2 separate regions of the Gossypium hirsutum genome follow, and region 2 is linked to region 1. A link is a contact called in public Hi-C data. All regions are on one chromosome and are shown on one strand. The core of a region is the stretch at or near the end of the contact, and the rest is flanking DNA. Distances in the headings are between cores, read along the strand shown. Region 1 holds the start of LOC107893668. Region 2 holds the start of LOC121212699 (protein GDAP2 homolog).

Region 1 (7,052 bases), core at 2,615-5,114:
GAAGTCACCCTAAGACCAATCCGTCAATTTACTGCCCCATGAATTCCACAGGTGGAAACTAAAACAAGAGTGGGTCATGGAAGTTTCATATATGTATATCAAGAGTTGCTTTTTCTTTTGACATTAGATATAATAGTTGGGGTTGTATTCCAAGATGACATAATACAGTGGGTTCTTTTATGTTTTTATTCCTTGGAGTAGACTGATCTTTTCTTTGGTGCCTATAGAAACAGACCAAATTTTGTAGATTAAATTATATGAATTCCGAATTGGATAAATACCATCTCTTAATAATCATTATATGAATTAACTAGGTTAAATTTCGAACTCTAATTTGACAAATATGATTCCACTGATAATGAGGCCAAATAAAGTGAAGTCAGGTTGAAAAGAACGAGTATATAATTATATTGGTTGGCCAGATGATTATCAAAAGACTAGCAAATGTCAAAATTTGTTGTTTTCCTACTAATGACTTTGACGGCCTTAGTTGACATAATGACATCTCATTTAGCACGCAATGCTATTACAGGGACCTGGAAACCAGAGCTAGTTAGGCTTTTGCCCCCCAACCCAGCTGTCACCAAAACTACATGATGGGAACATAATGAATACATGAACCAAATTCAGCCTTTACTTTTCTTTTATAGAAAATAAGGATAAAAGAACAGAACAGATCAGACAAGGCCTCTCATACACATATACAGTTTGGTTATGAGTTCATCAATGCAAGAGCAAGGTAATTCATATAAGATATCACTAGCCTTTTAGAGTAAACTTAACACTACTTTATCAATATACAAAAGCAAAAAGATCTTATTAAGATCACTTTTTAACATGCTGAAGCAAATTACATTTAGTAGATGAATTTACAAGGGAGTAATAAAAGAAAAATAAATAATTAAATAACCAAAATCATAGCCTTCTTGACTGAGAAGATTCTGGACTTTTCAAGAGCAACTATCTGCACTTATCTCAGGTGTCTTGTCCAAAAATCTCTTCAATAATGTTGCACGTTGGCTGGAGATCGATGCCCTTCGTTGAAGTCGTTGAATACCTAGTGTCCCAGATTTTTGCATCATAATTATCCAATAAATACACATTGCTCACCAGCTCACTAGAATCATCTAGTTTACCCTGCAAAGACTGACTAATCTCAGTTTTCATTCCACCAGCATGCAAATTGGCCTTTGTGTCAACAAGACAATGAGAGTCAACCATGTTTGGCTGAAACTCAAAAGACATACATGAGTCTTCTTGTACATTGAAATCCTCCACAGTTCCAAAAACCTTGTCCATTGGTTGAAAAACAGGATCGAACCAGCTCTTATCAAATGACTTTGTAACAGGTCCTTTATACGGAAGGTTGATACCATAATCCTCCCTTGTTGCAGCACTGCTATAATATCCAACATAATTATCACCATCAGAGTCACCACTATCATCATCCACATCATTGTCGTCATCATCGTTTGCCTGATCTTCCATATCAGCAAGAGACTCAATCGCAGAGTCTTCATCTTCCTCTAAAGCTTGAACTTTATAAGACGGTTGATTTCCACACAACTCATCATCATCACTGTCGATGTCCAGACTACTGGATCTGTTCTGAACAGCTCGCCTCTGAAGGATGAAGACATTGAAATAATAGCTGACAAGCTCTCTCTTAGATCGTGATGGGAAAACCACAGACAAGTGCTTCCAAAACTTCTTACCCAATGACACAGGATTAGTGTAAACAACCTCACGAAAGATCTCTTCATCTTCTTCACTCCATTTATATGCTACATCCTCTCCCATGTTATAAAACCCCAGTTTCACGAATTTTTCATGCCCAAGGGATTTTCGTAGTAGTTTTCGTGCCTCCGTAACATGCTGTTGCACACATCTTAAAGAGCCCCTATCCAGGCAACTACAGTCGAATCTTCCAGCACCAACTTTATCACTGCTGTTAGCAGACAAATCTAAATCTGGCAATGGAATGATACATGTCCCCATCTTATTATCTTCATTGTCAATATCTGCAGCTTTAGATGCTTCATTCTGTGCAAACTTAATATTCTTTATGTGCCTACCCCATGATGGAACATTGGCTTGATGATTTGGCCCAAGTGGAACTTGTTTTCGAGGAGACCGATCCAAGAGTAAATAATAGTCATCCTCAACAGGAGAAAATGTTCTTCGGGGGAAATCGAAGTCAAAATATTCAGATGAAACAGGTGAAATTGCTGTTACACCAGTGCTTATATCTTCCTCACTAGAAGTGCTAGTGACCAAAGATAACGGAGCACTAGTCTCAAAATCCTCGTCAACCAAATGAGCAACATCATTAAGAGCATCACTTTTAAATTCTTCATACCACTGGTGTTTATGAAACCCACCCTCAACTTCTACTGTATCAAACAGAAAAGATCAAATCAATATTAAAACTATACAGCAGAAAATGAATCATTCACATAAAAACAATAACAGTCACCCTTTACATGAAATATGAGGCTTTTGAGGACTATTACCATGGGGAGTAGTATCAGCAAACCGAGTCAGCTTGTTATCATAGCCAAACTGTCTTCGATTCTTGAAAGGAAGTTCCTGCAGGTCCTCATCATCAAAAGGCCGCTTAAATCCCATTTACCACCTGCGTGACAAACAATTAATTATAAACAGAAGGTATAATAGTAATAGTTTTAACAAAGAATAAAGATAGAGATGCAAGTCAGCAACATAACAGCCAATGCACAGGGGAACATAGTAAGACAATAACATAACACTTTCAACTTCAAGAATAAGTTTATGTCCAAGGAAACTTAAACAATAAACATTTGCCGGAACTCATTTAACCAAGAAATTTTGATATAACCTTACTGGGAAGAACTGTGCTATTAATATTAATTATAATGCACGTGCCATTTCTGTCTAGAAGCATAACTAAAAACAAAGATATTCTACCTCTTATAAAATAATTAATCTTACTTTGGTGAGCTGAAAGGGGTAAAATACTGACAATGTCACTTATGAAAGCAAGAATTAACACATTAAACACAGAAACTTGAGTAAATTTAAATAATTAAAGTCAATTACCTTTAAATTTTCTTAAATTGAAGCTTTAGTCTGCTAGAAAGGGCACTAAAAAGCCAGGGATCAATTAATACCTCAGAATCCTCAATTGAGATGTGGGCAGCCCTTAATTATGCACAAAATTTGATTTCACTACGGGAAGAAGCGTTTTCCCCCAATTAATTTTGACTACCGGGGCAAGCCCTAAATTGACAAGAAAACCCTAACCCTAAAATACGAATTCGCCAAGGAAACAACAAAATCACGACAAGAAACCCCTCTAAAAGGTAACACCGCGGCGTAAAACACCAAAACCCTCTAAGAATTCCATATAAAAACGAACCCTAAAGTACCGAACAAATCTAAGCCCTAAAAGGAAAACGAATCGCGAACAATCGGACAAAATTAAACCAAATCAAGGAGGGAAATCAACACGTATCGAAGAAAAACCCAAAACCCATGAGAGATCGAGGGAAAAAAAAAAGCTCGATCGAAGGGATCTAAGAGATTGAAGAGCCCTAACCCTAGTTACGCGTAAAATCAACAGCTGGGATAGAAAGAGAGATCGATCGAAAGGTAAGAACAACAATCGAAAAGATATTTACGTGATTTATAAATTAGAGGAAGAAATTGGGAGAAAATCGGAGATTGATTTTCAGGTTAATTTGGGGATCGAGAAAGAGGCGGCAAATAGGAGATAGGGGGAAGAGACGACACGGTTCGAGGGCGTTTCTTTATACAAAGCGGTCTAACAGGACCGGATTGGGTTAATTAAACACACACGCACAAAAAAAAAAACCATTTTGACTTTTGATCCTAATTTCAAAATTGAGTATGAATGATGAACCCGCTCCTTATTAGCCATAGAATATATATTTGGTTAAAATATGTTGTTAGTCCCTGTACTTTTAAAAAAAATTATATTAGTCCTTATACTTTAAAAGTTAAAAATTCAATCCCTACTTTTTCAATTTAAGAATCCTAATCCAATCATTATTGCTGCTGATAGTTTCCATCATAAATTTTCAATTTAATATGCTTATTTTTCATCAACTATACATATATCACGTCATATGAACACAACTTAACTAATATGTCAACAAATTTTGACAAAAAATACTAACAAAGTTAATGACTGAATTGAAATTTTAAAAACAAAAAAGTAAGAGGGCTTGTTATTGAATTTGATCAAAGTACAAGAATTGATAAAATATTTTATCCTATTTTTTTATATTAGACTACATTTTATATTAAGGTTAATTATATTAAATATCTCTAAATTGTTATTCAAATTTTAAATTATTTTAAACTTCAAACTATTTTAATTGAATTTTTAAAATATCAATATTATATCAATTAGGTCTTTTTGTCAATCTAATTATTAATTTTAAACTTAAATGCTAGCTTAAAATTAACATAAAGTATATTTAAAATATGTTAATAAAATGTAATTTGCAAAAAAAAACATATAATCTCAATAAAATTTATAACTATGTAATAATATGAAATATTTTAACTATCAAAATTTAAAGTAAAATAATTTTTTTAACTATTTATTTTATGTAAATTACTTCAAACTATTAAATATATATTAATATAGATAGTATTTTAGATCGATATGATAATATATATTAACTAGTTTTTCTTACCTTAAACAATGCATGAGTTGACCATATACATTTATTAAAATAGGATATATTTATTGTTGATTTTTTTTATAGAGTTTGCAATGTTTGATAATTACAGTACTATGATTAAGAGTTTATAGTAGTATTTATAATAATAAAGAAATATTTATTGCAATGTTCCAAATTTCATGTTTTTAAGTAAATTTCTATTGTAAAATCACTTAGAAAGTTTGTATTATGAGAGATATAAATTAAGTCCAAACAAATAATATTTATATTTATAAGTTTTTTATTCAACTAATTTAAAATAATTAATTATTTATAAAAATGATCTGTTCTCTATAGTGTCCTTCGGTGCCGCATGACACATCGGTGAAATTGCCTTCAATCATCAATTTAAAAAAAAAAATTGAGTGTCACCATTGTGTTAGGTAATATCAGTCTGTATTTTTCAAAATACCCGTCAAAATATAAGTATTCAGGGAAAGAAAAAAAATTAATGGGTGTCGCCAGTCTGTCAGGCAACACTAGTCAATAAATTTTTAAAAAATATATATTTAAAAAAAATTAAGGGGAAGCTTGTGATCATGCTTGCTTCGTTAGTGGTTCTTGTCTTATTGGCTTGTTAGTGGTACCATTAGTGGATGAAATATTATTTCAAAAAAATAGTCTTAGATGAGATGAGAGTGAGAAAGAAACAAATGTGAGAGAAAAATAGAGGGACGAGAGAAAGATATGAGAGAAAAAGAGACGAGAGAGGGAAATGAAAGATATTAACAAATATGAAAAATAGATATATGAAAGTGAATTTAATATTTTATGGAAAATAGAGAATCAAAAGGGAATTTAATATCTTTCCTTTCTCATATTTGACTTTTCCTCTCTCTATCTTTCTTTCTCTCTCATCCTTTATCTTTCTCTCGTGTACTCAGTTGCCCTTTTTGTTTTTATTTTATTTTATTTTACTTCTGTTCTTTTCCTTATTCTTCTCAATTGAAAACCCTAGTCGCCGTACTTAATAACGACCAGTGTCGCCATTTACAGTGGCTTTTCATGCCAATTTCGACACCAAATAAGAGATTTCTTCATTCTCGTTGACTTCAATGGTTTAGATTTCCTAGTAGCCGAATCCAAATTTTCTAAAATAATGACCAAAGCTTCAAACTACTCTTTCTACAATATATATATTTTTAATATCACTGGTGCTGACTCATACAATGATGACACCTAAAAATATTTAAAAAAAAATTAACGTGTGTCGCTTGACAGACAAGCAGCACCCATTAAAAATATATAATTTTTTCTTTTTTCCCTCTCTAAATACCCGTGGTAACAAGCTGAATTTGTATATTTAACACATCCAATTTCGATAATTTTTGCTACTGAGTCTGTAATTTTTAGTTAATTTTATCAAGTACGAAGTTAGAGTATCAAAATTCGAGTTAACAAGTAAATCAGGCTATATTGGCGCACAAGCAATATAAGGGGGCGGATTGAAATTTTTGAGAAATTTATGGCTAATCAAATTTTCTATTTGACTTTATAAAAGCTAGAATTAGAAAAAAAAACCTAATATAAAATATGATATAAGGTATGATTTTATGTTGTTGGTTATTAGATAAATCAGGCTAAAATTAGCATATGAAATGTATATAAATACCTTATATGATGGCTTTGGAAAATACACTGGAGATTGAATAAAATATAACTTATTTTCTCACACCTTTTTCCATTCGTATGCAGAATTAGGCAAACCATTTTGCCATTTCATTTATTTTTCTTATTTTTGGTTTAACTATTTTGTAAGCACTTTCTCCTTTTCACCTATCACCATTTCATTTAAATTCACTTTTAAGTCCCAATTGAGTATGATTAATTTCATGTTCAACTAATTTCCTTTTAGCTTTAGCTCGATTATTATTTCAACAAAAAAATCGTGAGATATGAACCCGCATTAAAAACCTTTCAATATGGTATTCACTATCTCTCCGGTATATGAGATAGTCGCAATCGTCCCTTAAAGTTAATTCAATTTCAATTCAAAAAATGCACGCTGGGTTGGAGTTATTTGGTGTACAGTTGGAAAATCGAGACGGTCGTCTGTCGAGTTCGAATTCCCACAAATAAATTGGCATGTTCAATTGGAAAAAGCTAGTTGGATTTCGCCAAGGGAGATAGTGATCAAATTTAAACAACCCACGTAGTTGAGACTGTTAATTCGAGTTAGGCTTTTCTAGATCGCAAGGCTACCGAGATCTTAAATTGCGGACGCGTTTTATGTGGTTAGGTAATCAGTAAATGTTAATTTGCAGGTCATACTAGAACCAACTACACAAGGAAAAGTTGGCAATTGGGGCGTCCTTGATCGCT
Region 2 (7,052 bases), core at 2,160-4,659, 450 kb before region 1:
GTAATCTACAATTTACAATATCAAATGAGAAGATACCTCAGGTTTATAACATTTTAAGCATAAGCAAAAAGAAAAATAATTATCAAATTCCTCCAGACATGAAGGAATTATAACAATTTACCCAAACAAAAAAACCATCTCTGCAAGGTAGTAAAAATGAAAAATAATAGTATGATACCTCTTATAGATCTCAGTATCAGACGATGTGCTAGTACAAAAGACAACAGCAGTTATTTTATCTTTCTGCTTTTCAAGCAATCGGCGAACAGTCCCTGAAGAACAGGAAAAAGTATGAACCCAGAAACATTCAACCTCCAAAACAGTTTAAATAACATATTATATGAAACAAAGGCATGTAAATCCAAACAGAGATATTTTTTAAAAGAGTTTATCCCTAGTAAAAAATTATCCATTTGGATGAATATTTTGGATGGCATGCATGTCAATTAAACGCAATGGATGTTATACAAAAGTAAATGGCCCCAATACATTGTATTTCCTATAACTCATTGAAAGAGTCAACTTGAAAAAATTTTATGCACAACTGGCACCAATCCATTTCAAATATTCAAGGAACAAGAACATCTTCCAATATTACTTTTTCTCGTTCATTTGATAAGAAAACCATTTCAAAGTTTCGAATTTTATTCATCACTTTCTGTAATAATATTAGCACATAATGAGAAGAAATAGGAAAACATGATACTAAGAAAACAAAAACTTTGAAAATCCAGAAAATTACTTCACGAAATATCAACAAAATCAGACAAAGAGCTATAAGAATTTAGGACATTTTCTCACTTATAGCCACATGTGCAGCTGGTTCACGGGGGTAGTTTTTAGCCTCTGTGTATATACAGCCCATAGCAATACTGCATTGATACACATCAAAATAGTAAGTATCTTACCCATAAAACAACAGATGAAGAAATCAAGAAACAGAATACAGCATCTGTAAAATACAAACCTCCGAAGACCATTTTCAATAAGAAGTTCAAGGCAAGATCGATAACAATGACTCAGAGCATTCTCCGCAGCACTATGATACTTTACTGCATACTTGGGACCAACAGTATGGATAACTCTCCTAACAATATGATACATAAAACCATCAGGTTTTCAGTCAACACAAGATGTCATGACTAAAACCTAACCTATAACAGTTTTAGTCAAATTCTAAAAAAGATATATAACAAGCATGTCAGGACTCAGTCATTGCAGCTCAAATTGGAGCTATGAACAACAGCTTATGCACCATGATCACAAAACTGGCCCGTGCATGATCAAAACAAAATGATGACAACATACTGGACATTTCTGTCTTCTACAGTAATTGATAAAGAAAGTGGGTAAAAAAAGGATGTCAAACAGTTTAAGCATTAACACAAGAAAGTGGTACATTTCGTAATATAAACAAAAATGCAGTGTCAATCTAATTTCTTGAAGAACATCATTGAAATGAAGCAGTTGCAAGTATCAATATTATCTTTGAAAAACCATCAAATTTTTACAGTCTGATGTTATACAAGAATGTGGACATACACACCTAGCAGGAAGATCATATGCATTAGTAACTTTGGCCATCCCTGTTCTGCAGCCACCCTGTCCATAAAAGGTCCTTTAAGTCATTCTTGCTTCAGGTTGACATTAATCAAGGCAACTTGCTATAGAATCATAAAGATTTGTCATAAACTATAGAAAAGCTTAGAACAGAGCTATCAATGCGGTGCAATAGATCATGAAATGCATCCATGGAAACAGTTCCAACATCATATCTTCCCGATTAATATTTAGCATACCAACGTCGCGCATTCTTCTGCAAGACCAGGCCCAGCTGCTGCATGCAAACCTTGGCTACTGTGTACTTCATCCATGTTCTGCATCCAAGAATGTAAAAAATAAATCAGAACATTGACTTCTTTAATTAATGATCATTCTTGGGCGAGGCAGCTTTATCCTTAATGGAATCAAACCATTAACTGAGTTCCTTATATCAGAACATTAAGGATCATACTTACCCACTAAAAAATCCAACAATATTCACAACATTTCCTCATTTTTAGAGAAACAGAGGACGAATTAAATGTACTCATGCGTGGAACAAAAAAGGAAAAACTCCACTCGGCTCTAAAATTTTGAATGAAGTGGTGAAGCAAATGCAGGTCAATTTTGTGCATCCATGTTAGAAAGTAGCTCATTTTTATATCATTTGGTTAATCAACTCTATCCTCATATAGCAATTTACCACAGTTCCAATGTTATTAATAGACTTTTCTAATAATTTTCATTTCCACATTGGCTTGACCATGTAACATACGTGCAATAGTGAAAATTTCTAAGTTGTTAATATCCAATGATTATGCAATTCATGTGATTCAGCAAAATACTTGGCATCCGTAAGCATCAAATAAGTAGGGAAAACTTACTGTTTACCTCATTTGTAGAATTAACAACAGCATCAACCTCAAGGTTCCACGGCTGGCCCCTCCACAAGTATATCTTTGAGTTTATTTCATGATCGACAGGAAACCTCGACGCCAACCCATTAGTTCCACTCTCCTCCCCATGAGAGGTTAAGGGGTCGGATAAAAAGGATTTTGAAAATGAAGGATCTTCATTCTCATACTCCAAGGAAGACCTAATCTCTGCATCATTCCACCGTGGGACTTGATCCAAAGTCACAACATAGTCCCCATTGTCAGTTGGGACTCCACCCGTGGCTGCAGCTGTAGCCACAGGTCGATACATTGTAACAGCTCCCAATCAGAGCCCCTAACAGTATGAACCCTTAGTGCCTTAGGAACTCAAACGTTAACAATTAAAAAAAAAAAAAAGTAATTCATCATTAAAAAGAAACCGTAATTCAAACAGAAAATCATTGCATAATATCTTTACTTTAACCAAAAACGAGAGCTTTAGCAAAGATCATCAAAACAAATTCCAACACCTTTTAACCTATTGATATATCAATCACCAGAACTGGTATTCGAAAAATTCTCAATTATCGAATTTCCTATATTTGATGCTATGAAAATAAAGGAACAAGCAAAAAACCACATCCCTTACGCCGGAATTTAAATAAATTTCAACAAAACAAGCAACAACTACCAAATTAAACTTGAAAAGGAATAACCAATTACGGATTGGGAATTTTTGTATAAAACTAAATAAAATTTGAAGAGATATATTGTAAAAGAAGAAAAAGAAGGTACCTGAAATTGAAAAACTGGGGAAAGAAAAATGATGTTTAATTGAATTAGGGGCTCTGATTTTATGTATTTAAATGTGGAAAAACACAACTATTATTGCTGGGTGAATGAGCTAGCGGTAGCGGTGCTCGTTCTGGCCAGAAAGGGATTTGATTGAAAAAATTAAAAATAAAATAAAATAAAAACAAAAACAAAACTTTGCGTTAGTTTTGACTGCTGTGCTCTAAAGTTAACTTTTTGGATTCGCAATAGAAAATTTAGATAAAATTATGTTTCAAGTCGCTCTGGTTTTGCTATATTTTAATTTTAATTTTTAAGATTCAAAAATACAATAATATTATTGTAATTTCTTTTCAAATTTATATTTACTGCAATATGACTAATAACTGATTTTTTAAAATTTTAAAACTTCTCCTAATTACTGCTCTGACTCCCCATTTAGTTTCTTAGATGGATTCCATGCATCTTGCTTCGCATAATGATACTTTAATGGTCTTTATTAAACTTGTAGATGCCCAAATTTACCCGACCCAACAAATTAAAATCAAACCTAAATTTTATTCAATTCACAAACCCAATTACAAAATCAGATCCAAAACTAAGCCCAAATAATAAAAACCTTAGCCCAATACAACCTAAACTTATTTTTTTTTTTAAAAAGACAAAACTCTAGCCACCTTGCCTCCCACTTGCACCTACTCCACCACCTTGCCTCCCACTTGCACCTACACCATCAAATGGAGAAGAGACATAAAATGATAAGAAATGTATGTAAGATGGCTATAAAAGCAAAACCAAAAGTCCATTGTAAAAAAGGGGGAGGAAGAAAGAATTGTATTTTTGAAAGGTTTTTTTTATACAAAAAGAAAGAAAAGAATGTAAAAGCAAAAGGTTTGCAAGCAAATCTGAAATAAAAAAAGCGAGTATTAAAGAAAAAAAGATTCAAACGCGTTAAGGTTTTTATTTCTTTTTTCCTTTTTATTTTCACTTTTTTTTGTACATATAAACATTTTTTTTCTTTTCTTTCAAAAATAGTATACATATATTTAGATATAAAAATAAAAAGAAAACAAAAAATAATACATTTTTTAAATTCCGGCCACCGCGCACGGTGGCCGGCGACGGAGGCAAAGACGGCGGACTGCGCCGGTCCGGCACCTGGGTACTGACCGGACCATGACCGGAATGGGGAAAGAGGTAGAGAGTTGAGAGCTTTGTTTTATTTTTTTTATTTTATTATTTTTACTATTATTTATATTATTATTTATATTATTATATTATATATACCCTCTCCATATTTATTTATATTATTACTATCATTATTGTTACTTCTATTATTTTTTATTTCTGACTACTATTATTATATATATGTATTATTGTTTGTATTATTATTATCATTATCACCCCTATTGTTATTACTTTACTTTTGTATTCTAATATATTATTAATATTATTCATATTTTTATTATTTTTGCTATTACTATTATTATATATTAGTGTATATTTTTATGTATATATATATTTATATATAGTATTGTTTTTTATTACTTTAATTTAATATTTTTATTATATTTTCTTTTTGTATTTCTATATTAATTATTATTATATAGTAGTGTGTATTTCTATTATATACATATATATATATTTTTATATATAGTATTATTATTTACTTTACTTTAATATTATTATTATCATTATATCCAACCCAATAATAATTTTTTCATAAAAGCAATATTCCGTATTTGGTAATTCGAGACAATCGTGCCCTAACTTACTGGGTTTCGATTTTTCTCCTTTAACCTAAATAATGGAATACTCTTTTAAATCGCGACATGAGTTTTGAAAAATGCTTATTCTCGAAGATACGAGGTGTTGTGCCCTAACTTACCAGGTATGACATTTTGTTACCTCGAAATAAGATTTTTGCAAGTAAAGGCAATATTCGGTGTTCGGAAATTCGAGGAAACGTGCCCTAACTTACTGGGTTTCGATTTTTCTCGTTCACCTTAACTAACTGAATAACCTTTTGAAATACACGAATTTTTATATAAAAGGCAAGCTCACTCTCGAAAATTCAAGATGTCGTGTCCTAACTTACTGGATGTGACATTTTATATTGTGAGACGAGAAGGTCTTTAACATTTGAGCATTTTCTTTACAAAGAGGGATCGTATTTTAAATTCTTTCAAGTTTTCAAATTTTCGACACTAAGACACTAATTAATCAACTAGGTACCAATTTTGGGCGTATCGAGGATGCTAATCCTTCCTCGTGCGTAACCGACTCCCGAACTCATTTTCTGATTTTCGTAGACCAAAAATTATCGTTTTAGTAAATCTTAACTTTTATTAAAATGATTAATTTAAGGTGATCCGATCACACCTCATCAAAAAAGATTGGTGGCGACTCCTCTATTCATTTTCATTTCCAAAAATCTAAGTCGATTCCTGTTTTTTCCAAAAAAATGGTTACGACAGCTTGGCGACTCCACTGGGGACTAAATAAGAGAGTCAAGCCACAAGTTGATTAACTTTTGTCTTTTTATTGAAAATTGAAAATTTGGTTTTGAAATATGATCCTTTCATTGCATTTCATCAGCTTTTGTGGTTTATGATATAATACCTGTTGTGTTGGTTTGAGTCCTTAAATAGTTTTACATTACATTGCATGACCGTTATGGTCACACCTTTTAAGTGGGAGTGAGAAACTATGCTTTCGTGAGGTTTTCACCTCCGCATGGGCTAGGGGATCGCTTTCGGAATACATTTGTACTTATGTCTTCGTGAGGTTTTCACCTCCGCATGGGCATAGGGAAATGTATTCCCCTGAACTGAACTCGGTCTGTATGAGCCTACGATGGGTAAGGATCGAGGAATCTGCTGGTTCAGGTACCCTTGCTTTAGAACCGAACTACATATAGTGAACTTTAAGTGCTCGCCCAGGTAGTATGATGATGACCTTTAGTGCCTACCTTTATAAGTTCTCATTTATTATTTTTTTTATATGTAACACTGACTTGTTTTTCTTATTTTACTATCATTGCATGCCATTTATCATTAAAAGGTGTCGATTCAAAGTTCGATTTCTGAGTTAGAAAGTTTTGTAATGGGGAACGAATATCTTAATAAAGTGGAAGACAACTCTTTCTTTTGTGCTTGGTCAGAGAAAACCCAGTTAGAAAAGGGAGATAGTGTCACTAAGGGGTATACGTCAGAGTCATGGGACTTTACTTATATCAATTCAACATAGAATGAGTTTCAGGAGTTGAAGGACATTTAGGCCCAAAGGGATGACGAGACAGGGGAGCTGTTCTACCAGAATTATGGATATCTTCTCTATTTGCTAGACATCAAGGTGGATAGGTATCTGTTTCGAGCTATGGTACAATTTTGGAACCCTGTTTATAGTTGTTTTACATTGGGAGAGGTTGACTTAGTACCTACTTTGGAGGAGTATACGACCTTGCTTCGCTGTCCAACAATTCAAGATAACAAGGTGTATGTTAGGGCTGTTAATCTCCCTACTTTCGTGAAGAAATTAATGATGATCACAGGGATGAGTGAATAGTAGGCCGCAGCTCGAGTCCAACAAAAGGGCGATAGTAAGTGTATTCCGTGAGCCATTTTGAGGGATCTAATATTAACACACCCAGATGTGAAGAAGAGGCTCAACGTTTTAGCCTTAAGTATTTACGGCTTGGTGATTTTCCTGAAGGCGATAGGGCACATAGATGAGGCAGTCGCAGATTTATTTGATCGTATTGCTAAACAGAACACACCGGTGCTAGCAATCCTAGCTAAGACGATTAGATCCTTGAGGTACATGTTAGAGAGCCGGTGAAGT

What was found. Hi-C and Micro-C count contacts between places; a contact is called where the count stands out from the background.
Region 2: a Hi-C map of leaf shows a contact between it and region 1, with 2.4 times the contacts expected there. The contact joins the promoter of LOC121212699 here to the promoter of LOC107893668 in region 1. A contact is called at or near these places in 2 of 34 Hi-C or Micro-C datasets (both in leaf).

Annotation. Positions count from the first base shown.
Region 1 is chrA13:32,193,042-32,200,093 of Gossypium_hirsutum_v2.1, reverse strand. LOC107893668 reads right to left here and starts at 3,864. Exons shown (of 3, transcript XM_016818723.2): 1 at 3,079-3,864; 2 at 2,514-2,635; 3 at 737-2,390. The coding sequence starts at 2,628. The coding sequence ends at 976.
Region 2 is chrA13:32,641,814-32,648,865 of Gossypium_hirsutum_v2.1, reverse strand. LOC121212699 (protein GDAP2 homolog) reads right to left here and starts at 3,409. Exons shown (of 15, transcript XM_041086008.1): 1 at 3,213-3,409; 2 at 2,434-2,772; 3 at 1,800-1,877; 4 at 1,547-1,602; 5 at 968-1,087; 6 at 802-872; 7 at 179-272; 8 at 1-5. The coding sequence starts at 2,748.